Linked DNA regions of Mus musculus: regions 2 and 3 are each linked to region 1. Evidence: chromatin contacts called from public Hi-C data. All regions are on one chromosome and are shown on one strand. The core of a region is the stretch at or near the end of the contact, and the rest is flanking DNA. Distances in the headings are between cores, read along the strand shown.

Region 1 (3,270 bases), core at 260-2,759:
TAGCAAATCCTTCCCTTCACTGGCCTCAGAGCCTACTCCTTCAGGATCCCAGCGCATCCTGAGACATCCAGCCTCATGGACCAAACATCTGGATTCTTGGAGCTTCCATTCCTAGGCAGCCACTGTTAGACTAGCTCGACCACAGCCTGTAATTCATTCTAATAAATTCTCTTTCCCTGTATAGAAAAAGACTCATTCTAACAGTCCTGTTGCTCTAAATAAAGCCCTGACTAATACAAAGGCCAGTGTTCCAGTCCCTCACTTGGGCATCCAAAGGCTTCCCGTCCCTAGTCCCACCTTTGCACAATTAGACGCCACACATTCCTTCCCCCTTTCTACCTTTTACTGACATTCTTGCAGCCTGTCCATTGCCCCAGCCAAAGGCTGTGAAAACTCACTTTTATGTCTTTCTTCAGACTCTTCAGCCCAGCTGCCCTCCCTCTTGGAGAAGTTCAAGTCAGCTCCCACTTTTCCACCTACTGACTCATTCCATTAAATTCACTTTTCCTGCCTAGTGTCTAATTTCTTTTAAAAACAAAACACCTTATGAAAGATTGCAGTTGTCATGTCTTATAAGTGTACCCTTATGTATGCATGTTCATCTACACACATGCTGGGTCTGGAAAGAAGGAAGGAAGGAAGGAAGGAAGGAAGGAAGGAAGGAAGGAAGGAAGGAAGGAAGGAAGGGAGAGAGAGAGAGAGAGAAAGAAGAGAGGAAGAAAGAGATCAGAGAGAAGGGGGGACGGTAGGAGGGAGGGGCACATAGAGAAAAGACAAAGTAAAGTGGAGGCACCTTGACCCCAGATGAGCCCCAGCTTCTCTGGTCCCTGCAGGGTTCCAGGCTGGCAATACCCTCAGCTTCCTCCCCTGCTCTCTCTCCCTGTCTTCCCCTGTGCCTCCGTCTTTGATGTGTGTCCAGTAACAGCATCAAATCTTAACCAGCAGCCCCATCTTGGAGAAGAACAACAGAAGAGATGAAAATGTAACGTTGAGAAGTTCATGCTCCAAGGAGCACGTGCACTTTGCCTCCTGTAGAGCCCATCCGAGACGAGCCTGGCAGAGGTCTGGCTTTCTGGCACATGCAAAGACCATTGGATACCCATCCCGGTGTATGGGGGCAACTGAGAAATCACCAGGAGACGGAGCTTCCTCTGTGTGCACAAGGGAGCCAGCCATGCCTGCTTCCAAGGACCTGGTTGTCTGAGTGAAGCATGCAAAAAAAAAGAAGACGAAGGAGAGAAAGGAATCATCGACCTACTGTCTCCTCCTCCTCCTGAAAAAGACAGCCCAGCAGACATCCATCCCCCCAGGACTCACAGGCCCTCTGTAAATTACAACCCTGAGCGCTAAGGGTAGCACCCTGGACCAGAGCCAGTGGCTGTCCTGGATGCACTGTTTGCTGTGAGCCTAGGGTAGAAGAGGTGAAGGCCCTTGGCTGGGCTGCTTACAAAATCTCCTTCCCAACCCTGGCTCCTTACTCCCCTTCGAAAGCACTGCAGAGCCTGCGTCTGATTAATGTTGTGCGCTGATATACACAGAAGCCGGCTCCAGATTCCTGGCAAACCGCCCTGCACCCTGCGGAGAGGAGGCTCCACCTGCCCAAGGGCGACCCCTGGCGGCCAGCAGAGAAACTGCGCAAAACTGGGAAAGGTTTGTTTTAAAGAGTGCGGACTGGTATTGGGTGTACACCTCTAATCCCAATTATCTGGGAGGCTAAGGCTGGAGGACCACAAGTTCCAGGACAGCTGAGAAAAATTACTGAGACCTCCGTCTCAAAGAAAGAAAAGAGGCTGGGCATGTGGGTCCTTGGTAGAACATTTGCCTGGTGTGAGTCAGGTCTCAGGTTCAATCCCCAATAATAGTAATTATTATTATTATTATTATTATTATTATTATTATTATTATTATTATTATTATTATTATTATTAAAACAAGCAAAATGTTTTAAGAAATAAAGGCGACAGAGTAAGCTATGCAGCCCCAGATGGTGCTGTACAGGAGGTAGAGTCTAAAGGGAAAGCCAATTTTGCTGTCTTACAGTGCAAGCAGGAAGGAAACATTCTGTTTGGAATGGTGGGGGCTGAAGGAGGTAATTGTGGAGGGGGAAGGTGGAAATGTGAAAATCTGTTGATAGTCGGAATAGAATCTGTTTAATATAATTCTTTCACAAAATAACACTTACAAAGTTTTCCCTGCTCTGAGCCAGGCCTCCTTCCATCTTCAGCACCAAGGCCATATTCTCCCCTCTGCTTCCCCACCAGCTGCTTCGGGAAAGGAATCAACCTATACTACTTGTGTCCTGTACCTGCAGTGATCCTGGGACCCAGGAGTCAAGAGGCTAGCTGTTTGACCTTGAACAATCTGCTCAACATCCTGGGAACTCCTTCCAGAATTCCAGAATATGAAAGCAAGGAAGGGCTTGTGAGTAGCGGGTGGCTCTGTCACCTCTCACTTTCCCATCCTCTCCCATCAGTTGACACACCCATCCTCAGTCCCACCAGGCATCGGTGTACATTTGCTCTGCAAGGAGCCAATTGGTGCACAGTTGACCAGCTTTCGGATGGAGCCTGATGCTTTCAGCCTGATCTCAGAGGCTTTAGGTGGCCATCTTTCACTTTGGTGTCAGATTGCTCTGATGCCCAAGGCTCTCTCGAAGGAGCTGCCACCAACAAGAAGTTCCCCCAGAGACACAACTCCCAAGTCTATAATCATAGGCACCAAGGGAGAAATAATGGACAATTAGATACTTGCTAGGTGACTTTTCCATAAACAGATGTCTTTTTTTCCCAAGGTAGGGTACCAACAGCAGACCAAAGGAGTGGGTCCCATCTGTGTCCAGTTTGATAAAGCAATGTGTTTATTTCAGTAGTATGGCTGACGGGGTACTCGCTGAAGTATGGTGAGTCCAAAGGTTGATGCATGATTATCATGGAGGGAAGCAGACATGCGTGATACTAAGCAGTAGCTGACAGCTTTACATCCTGCAAGTAGTGAGAGAGATCTCAGAGCCCACCCCCAGAGACACACCTTCTCTATCAAAGCCACATCGATTCCAATAAAGCCACACCTCCTAATCTTTCCCAAACATGTCCACTCCCTGACAAATAAGCATTCAAACTATAAGAGCCTGTGGAGACGGTACTCATTCAAACCACTACAAGGAGATAGCTACATAGCGTGGTTCTAAATGAAAGCGTGGGGGTCAGCCAAGAGCAGCCCCTGGAAGTGTAGGAAAATCAGCAAGTGGAAAAATGAATTCAGAACAAAATC
Region 2 (3,270 bases), core at 549-3,048, 190 kb after region 1:
TTTGAAATGGTAGTGTATATCCTGTGATGTTGGACTTTGGATGTTTAACATTGTTGAAACTGTTATAAACTATGGGACTTTGAAGTCGGACTAAAGTATTTTGCATTATGCTATGGTATGTATTATATTATGGTATGGCCCCCCATAGAAGAATGTGTTTGAACAAACCTATAAGGGCCAGGGAATGGAATGTGGTGGTTTGAATACGCTTGACCCAGAAGTGACACTATTAGGAGGCCTTGTTGGAGTTGGTGTGACCTTGTTGGAGGGAGTGTGTCACTGTGGAGGTAGGCTTTGAGACCCTCCTCTGAGCCATGTGGGAACTAGTCTTCTCCTGTTTGCCTTTGAAACTCTCAGCTCCTCCAGCACCATGCCTGCCTAGACTCTGCCATGCTTCCCACAATGGACTGAACCTCTGAAACTGTAAGCCAGCCCCAATTAAATGTTATCCTTTATAAGAGTTGCCTTGGTCACGCTGTCTCTTCTCAGCAATGGAAACTAACTAACTAGGACAGAAGCGAAGAGGCAGGAAAGGAAGGAGATGGAAGGGAGAAGATGGAAGGAGAATAGGAAAGGGAGGGAAAAGAAAGAAGAAAAATCTGATTGTATTAGCTGACCAGGCATGCTATAGAAGCTCAGAGGTAAGGGAGCATTCTCAGGGCTGGAATAAGGGATTTGAGGCTAGAATCTGAGGTCCTGAAGGTCAGGATCTGGGTGCCTTGATAAGGAAGAGCAAGGGTCTTAGAGAGGGATGGAGGGTTCCATGTCACACAGGACAGGTCTTCATCCAGACCCTTTCAATCCTGGACTTCACACCTGAGGCTGAGTTGTACCTCGGCGTCAACTGAATTATGTCTACTAAAACTCTGAGAGTGAACTTGGCATGGTGGCTCACATCTGTAGTCTTGGTGCTCAGAGACTGAGGCTGGAGGATTGCCATGAGTTGAAGGCCAACCTTGTTATATAGTGAGTTCCAGACCAGCTTTAGCTGGAGTAAGAGCCTGTTGCAAAGCAAAACTGAAAATTCAACACGTGGTGGACACTGCTGTCATCCCAGCACTTGGGAGATAGGAGGAGAAGGAGGATCGAGAGTTCAAGGCCAGACTCAGCTACACATGAAGTGTAATGCCTTGTTTCAAATAAAAATAAACGTGATACTGAATGCCTCCTTAGATTTCCAGACACTGGTCCTTTAAGATGGCAACTCTTTTGCACCATTACCTCTTCAAGAATGGTCTAGAGTTAAAAAGGCCAACACAGTAGCTGCTTACTACATGAGGCTTTTGAGCCCTTCAGATGTAGATGGTGCAACTTAGCTGTTATATTTCATTTTAATGCAATGTTGAGAACAGTGTGGTTCCAGTGGTTGCTGGAGGGTGGGGGAGGAGGGGGATGTCGGCTTTCACCCAGCCCTGGGTAAGAGTTCATTGTTATTGCTGTGTGTGTTCATCTCACTGTTTTGAATGGAGGTGTTAGAACACTGTTAAGCCTTATGTGGCTCACAACTGTAATTCTCTCTGACAGCAGTGGGCAAGCCTCACAAGCCAATGTGATCTGGTTGGCACCACATGCAAGCCATCCCTAACCTTCAGATTTGTGTTTGAATGAACTCCCCAGATCTTTTTATACTCATTAAGCACCGATTGAAAGACCTCAGGAGACTGAGAGGTACTGAGCGTGTGCCCTTCTCTCAACCTGGTCTTTCTAGGGTTGGGAGAGGAGTGGGCGGGGCATCCGGGGGAGAGAGCCCTGCCTGCTACTGTGACATCACAGAATGAAGTCATAGTAACCCATCCCTACCCAAGCTGGCGGCGTGCCTGAGGGGCATTCATCCTCTCCCAACTGCCCACATACCACCTTACCCCCTCTGCTGGCAAGAGGGGACCTGGTGCACCCTCTCCCTCAACACCTGAGCCACGCAACTAAGACCTGTCAGAGCAGAAGCTGAGACACATTTTCAACTCCTGTCAGCTGACTCAAAATGTTTGTCTCACCCAGGAGGTAGGTACACAGCTTTTGGAAATGTTGTTAAAAAAAACTAATTATATTTATTTCACTATTTGAGCCCCATCTCTAGTGGCATGAACACACACACACACACACACACACACACACACACACACACACACACGGAGAGGGGAGTAATGTATAGTTATTGAGCAGTGAGCAAGTATGTTCAGAAGGCCCAGCTAGCCTAAGAAAGCGGCATTGGTGAGACTGGGACAGAGCTCAAAGCTCTGAAGAGCCAGCAGTGTGGGCTCAGGCAGCTCCCCCAAGTTCAGAAAGAAGCCCCCAAAGTACACACATCAACCATCAACTGGTGGAGCCCTTACAGATATGAACATGATAGCAAAAGCCAGTCAGTGCCTGAAATGTTAGTATCTTTCAGGATTAGTTCTCTAGAGAGGGGGCAGGGTTATGGGGAAGCCTGGTGTTAACATGAAGCCACAGATATAAAGCACAGGACACTTGAACCCTTGCCTCATTGTGGAGGCCGTTCCATGACCCGAAATCTGTGGCTTTTGTTAAAAAGTGTCTCCCTGCCCTTTGCTGTGTGGGCACGTTCCTTCAAAAGCAGTGGGCCTTTTAGGGTTGCGGGTCTAAACGCGGACTCTACCATGTCTACATCTGTGATCTGGTGCAAATCAAAGATCGAATCCAAGCAGCACAATGGAGATGGTGCTCTATACCTGGTGGGGTGCGAGGGCCTCGGGAGCAGTTAGCTAGCGAAGGGTCTAACCACTGGCCTGGTAGTTTGGGATGCTTTTTCCTTAGATTCCGCTTTCCTTCCACCTCTTTAGATCTTCAGAACAAAACTGTAGAGGACTCCCCACCTCTCCCGCCAGCCCTTGGGGAAGCAGGTAGGTAACCAGTAGTCCTCAGATGTGTTAAGGGGTTCATGTGCTCACCTCTCGTGTCTACAAAACGAGGCAGGCCTACCTTACCCCTCCATCAGAAAGGACCTAGGGAACCACGTTTTGGAGGGAATAGGGAAACGCTTGATTTGGGATTTGACAGCAACCAGGACACTTGTCCCGTCTGGTGTTAGGAATTTAACCCAGGATCCATTCTCTTCTCTGGGCTGGTCCTCGCCTGCCCTGATGGATAGGCCAACCGGATGCAGGACCCACCCAAGGAAGAGAAAGAGGAAGAAACCTAGTGGTTCCTTGCCACACCTAGAAGTCCCAAGGACTCGCTGCACAAGGGCGGGGCCCTGCGAAACAATTCAAAACACGCTCCCGGTGCGTCGCCACGGCAACCACGCCCGGT
Region 3 (3,270 bases), core at 543-3,042, 150 kb before region 1:
ACTAAAATCACCTTATCCTGAGACTGGCCCCTCACAGATACTCAGTAAATGTTGGTTAAGCTTCAGAGAGTTGCTGGAAGTATCCACAGGTCAAGCTGCCTTCAACTTTAGAAGACATTGTCTTGAGGCCATGATTTAGAAATGCACATGTGTGGGTCTGTTTACTTTCCATTTATCTCCTACTAAAAGCAGGGTAAGGAGAGACCTGAATTAGACTAACTTCCCTGAAACTAGCCATATGCTCACGGGCAGAAAGGCTGTAATAAGCCAAGTTTGATCCCAGCTCTCAGGGACATTAGCTCCTGTCCTACCTGACACTCTCTGTGACAGCACTTTGGGTGGTGTTTGCCTGACTTCAGGGCTCTCTGTACTTGTTTATTCTCTTAGGACTTTGATCCCTACTGAAAGTCTAATGTCAGAAGTGAAGCTCTCAGAACCTGCAAGATAAATGGTCCATGCTCAGTGGCTGTCTCTTCTTTATCTATTTAAATATTCTATCCTGGGGAGAGGAAGGAGGCTCAGAGTTTTGTAACATTCACCAGTGCCTTAGAAGACTCACAAGGTCCCTTCCAGATGTTGCATAACCAGAAAGCAATTCTGGATGAAGGATGAGACACTTCGGTGCTAGAGCTGCCCCTGAGCCGTGCAGAGAACCCAGTGATACAGCACTGGTGAGCTGTCAATCATCCATCACCACCCACACTGGGGGGGGGGGGGCTGTCCATTGATACAGCTGCCTGAGTCACTCATGCAAGTGACCTCCCACTCAGTAACCCAAACAAGCCCACTGATTTACCAAACGAGACCTGGGTGGGGTCGTTTCTTTGGTCTGTCTTCAGTGCTCTATCTGGAGTGAACAGGTATTTGTTTATGCCTTCCTTGCTCCTTGTCTTGTGCTCATTAAGGAACACTGCTAAAACTGAGAACTGCAGGTAAGCAAGGAAGATAAAGTTGCTGAGATGATCTTTTGGTACAGCCAGAAGCAGGGAGTTCAGCCCTGACATAACCAGGCTGCAGGAAAAAATCAGAAGTACATTGATGCATATCACATATATATACTATAAAGCACAAAGAAGCAAAATCTGAGAAGTTGTAGAAGTTATGAACACGCTCATCCCAAGTCCACCACAGGTTTAAATAGAAGTCAGCTCATTCGGAACATTATTGGCTCTCTGAACCAAAATAAGGATGATTGAAAGGTTCTGTGCCCTGATGAGGGCACAACTAAGAACAGTTACATACCTTAGCCATGGGGATGATGGAAAAGGTGGCATCCTGATGTAGCCACTGCATAGTCTGGCAGACCACTGCTCCAGTCTTAACAATCGGGAGCCATTAGAGACACTGAGCACTGACATAGGAAGATGGAAGTGGGTGGGTATGGGAAGATGGAAAGTGGAAGGAGAGGAACTGGGGAAGAAATGAAGGGAGGAGGAGAGGTGAGAAAGGGAGGAGCTGGGGACTAGGGAGAGAGAAATAAAGGAGGCCCTGCTTTTTACAAGCAAGCCTCGGGATCCCTCCCTTCAGTGAGGGGCTGTGATGCAGGGTCAACATGACCTTTCCAAATACAAATAGAGAAATGGACTCGCTGCTCTCGGACCTCCTGCCTTAGAACTTCTGCTGTGGTTGATCTGAGATGCTGCAGTGCTGGCCTTCTCGATGGAGGAGGCTGCCTTCCGGTCCAACCTGGGAAACGTAGCTCCGGGTGCCAAGCTAGCCTAGGGATCACGCCTGTAAGTGGAACAGCAGATGGTCCTGCTCTGCCACTGTTTCTTTGTGGCTGTGTCACAGTCTGGCTGTGGGTGACTCACTTCCCAGTGCATTTCAGTTTCCCATCTGCAATATGCGATGACAGCCCTAACCCTAAGCGCTGGGAGGCGACTGGGAGGGACAGTCTGAAGAACCTCAGATTCCATGCTTCATGGCTTCAAGAAGTAAACCCTGAGCTGGGCACACAGCTCTGTGGGCAAGGCACTTGCAGTGCAAGCATGAAGACAACAGTCACATCTCAGCACCCACATAAGTGTGTGAGGGGCTGTTTTTCTCTTGTAATCTCAGTGCTCTTGAAGTAGAAAAGAAAAATCTCTGGAGCAATCTAGATAGGTAGAATAACTGAACCCATGGGTTCTGGGCTTGGTGAGAGACTTTGTATCATTATATAATGTAGAGAGAAATGAGGAAGACACTCTAGGTCAACCTCCAACCTCCACGTGCACGAATGGGCACACACATTGTGCAAATATACATGTTCATGTGCACATCAATGTAATACACAAAATAGAAGTCATAATAAAAATAACAACAAAAATAATAGCCGTAAACTCCTAGGAGAAGTGGGCCACAGACCCATTTCTTTGGCAAGAAATGTTTTCCTCTACTCAAAGCCTAAATTCTCTGCAGAGCCGATCTCCATAAAATGTCAAGCCTGAGCAAAGGGTGAGAGAGTTTAAGGACATGCTCCCTCATAACAGCCGCCCAGCACATGATTCAAATATACGGTTCAATAAATAGAAAATGAGCGCATTGCCACCCTTTGGGGTCTTTGTCAAACGGTCAAATCTATAAAACACTGCTCATGTTTATTGAATTTCTGTCTAATTTTAAAAGTAATATATGTACATTTTTTAAGAATTAAAACACAAAAAGAGGGTGGTAAAAATGTCCCATAAATAACTGTTAATAGTCTGGTATGTTTCCTTCCTATCTCTCTATATGTAAATAAGATCATGAGATCACATTGCATGAATCCAATTTTATATCTTCTCTTCTGTACTGTGTGCTATGCTGTAGGCATTTCCTAAGGTCATTAAGTATTCCTCAGAAATATGATTTGTATTTGTTTCATAAAATTCCATCATATGCACATAATATAATTTATTTAACCTTAACCCATAAGGGGACCTTTGTGTAGGCTGTTTCCTATTTAATCCTTACAAATCATAGTATACTTGGGATTTTTGTATGAATTTATGATCATTTTATTAGGGTAGATTCCTAGAAGTGAAATTACTAGGTCAAATTGGCAGGCTTTCAGTAGCAAATAAAAGAAAATTGAACTCAAACAAGGATGGCGACCAGCCACAGTCAGGGCTGTGATGTTTTAGTCATATCCGGTGGAAGGGGGCACATTTCAGTTTCATAATTCCAAGGGAATATTTTAGTATTCACTGTGATTGGAATATAGGTTTTCCCTCCACCTAGATACAAAACAAACACTGTGGGCAGAGGTTTCAAGTGTTCCCATGGACTTAAGCCAATTAAGGGCATTCT

What was found. A called contact is a pair of places that touch in the nucleus more often than the background predicts.
Region 2: a Hi-C map of cortical neurons shows a contact between it and region 1, with 4 times the contacts expected there. The contact joins the promoter of Gsg1 here to the enhancer-like site in region 1. A contact is called at or near these places in 8 of 484 Hi-C or Micro-C datasets (the N1E-115 cell line, cortical neurons, embryonic fibroblasts and 3 more), 1 of 115 datasets of contacts at active chromatin or transcription factors (pancreatic cancer cells) and 2 of 9 other capture datasets (adipose tissue and embryonic stem cells).
Region 3: a Hi-C map of cerebral cortex shows a contact between it and region 1, with 3 times the contacts expected there. The contact joins two enhancer-like sites. A contact is called at or near these places in 4 of 39 promoter capture datasets (3T3-L1-derived adipocytes, the HPC-7 cell line, hippocampal neurons and 1 more), 6 of 484 Hi-C or Micro-C datasets (cerebral cortex, cortical neurons, nephron progenitors and 1 more) and 1 of 115 datasets of contacts at active chromatin or transcription factors (pancreatic cancer cells).

What each region holds. Positions count from the first base shown.
Region 1 is chr6:135,443,105-135,446,374 of GRCm38.p6, reverse strand. No RefSeq gene overlaps it. Among named protein-coding and RNA genes, the nearest start is that of Gm25136, 82 kb to the left of the region's middle. Within about 2 kb of position 1,509, at least 105 of the 459 cell types and tissues checked have an H3K27ac peak or open chromatin away from gene starts, as enhancers often do. A contact at or near this core is called in the N1E-115 cell line, cerebral cortex, cortical neurons and 2 more, where this site is marked.
Region 2 is chr6:135,252,864-135,256,133 of GRCm38.p6, reverse strand. It overlaps Gsg1 (germ cell associated 1), which reads left to right and starts at 1,798. Exons shown (of 7, transcript NM_010352.2): 1 at 1,798-2,001; 2 at 2,802-2,861.
Region 3 is chr6:135,589,808-135,593,077 of GRCm38.p6, reverse strand. No RefSeq gene overlaps it. Among named protein-coding and RNA genes, the nearest start is that of Gm25136, 65 kb to the right of the region's middle. Within about 2 kb of position 1,792, at least 5 of the 459 cell types and tissues checked have an H3K27ac peak or open chromatin away from gene starts, as enhancers often do. A contact at or near this core is called in cerebral cortex, where this site is marked.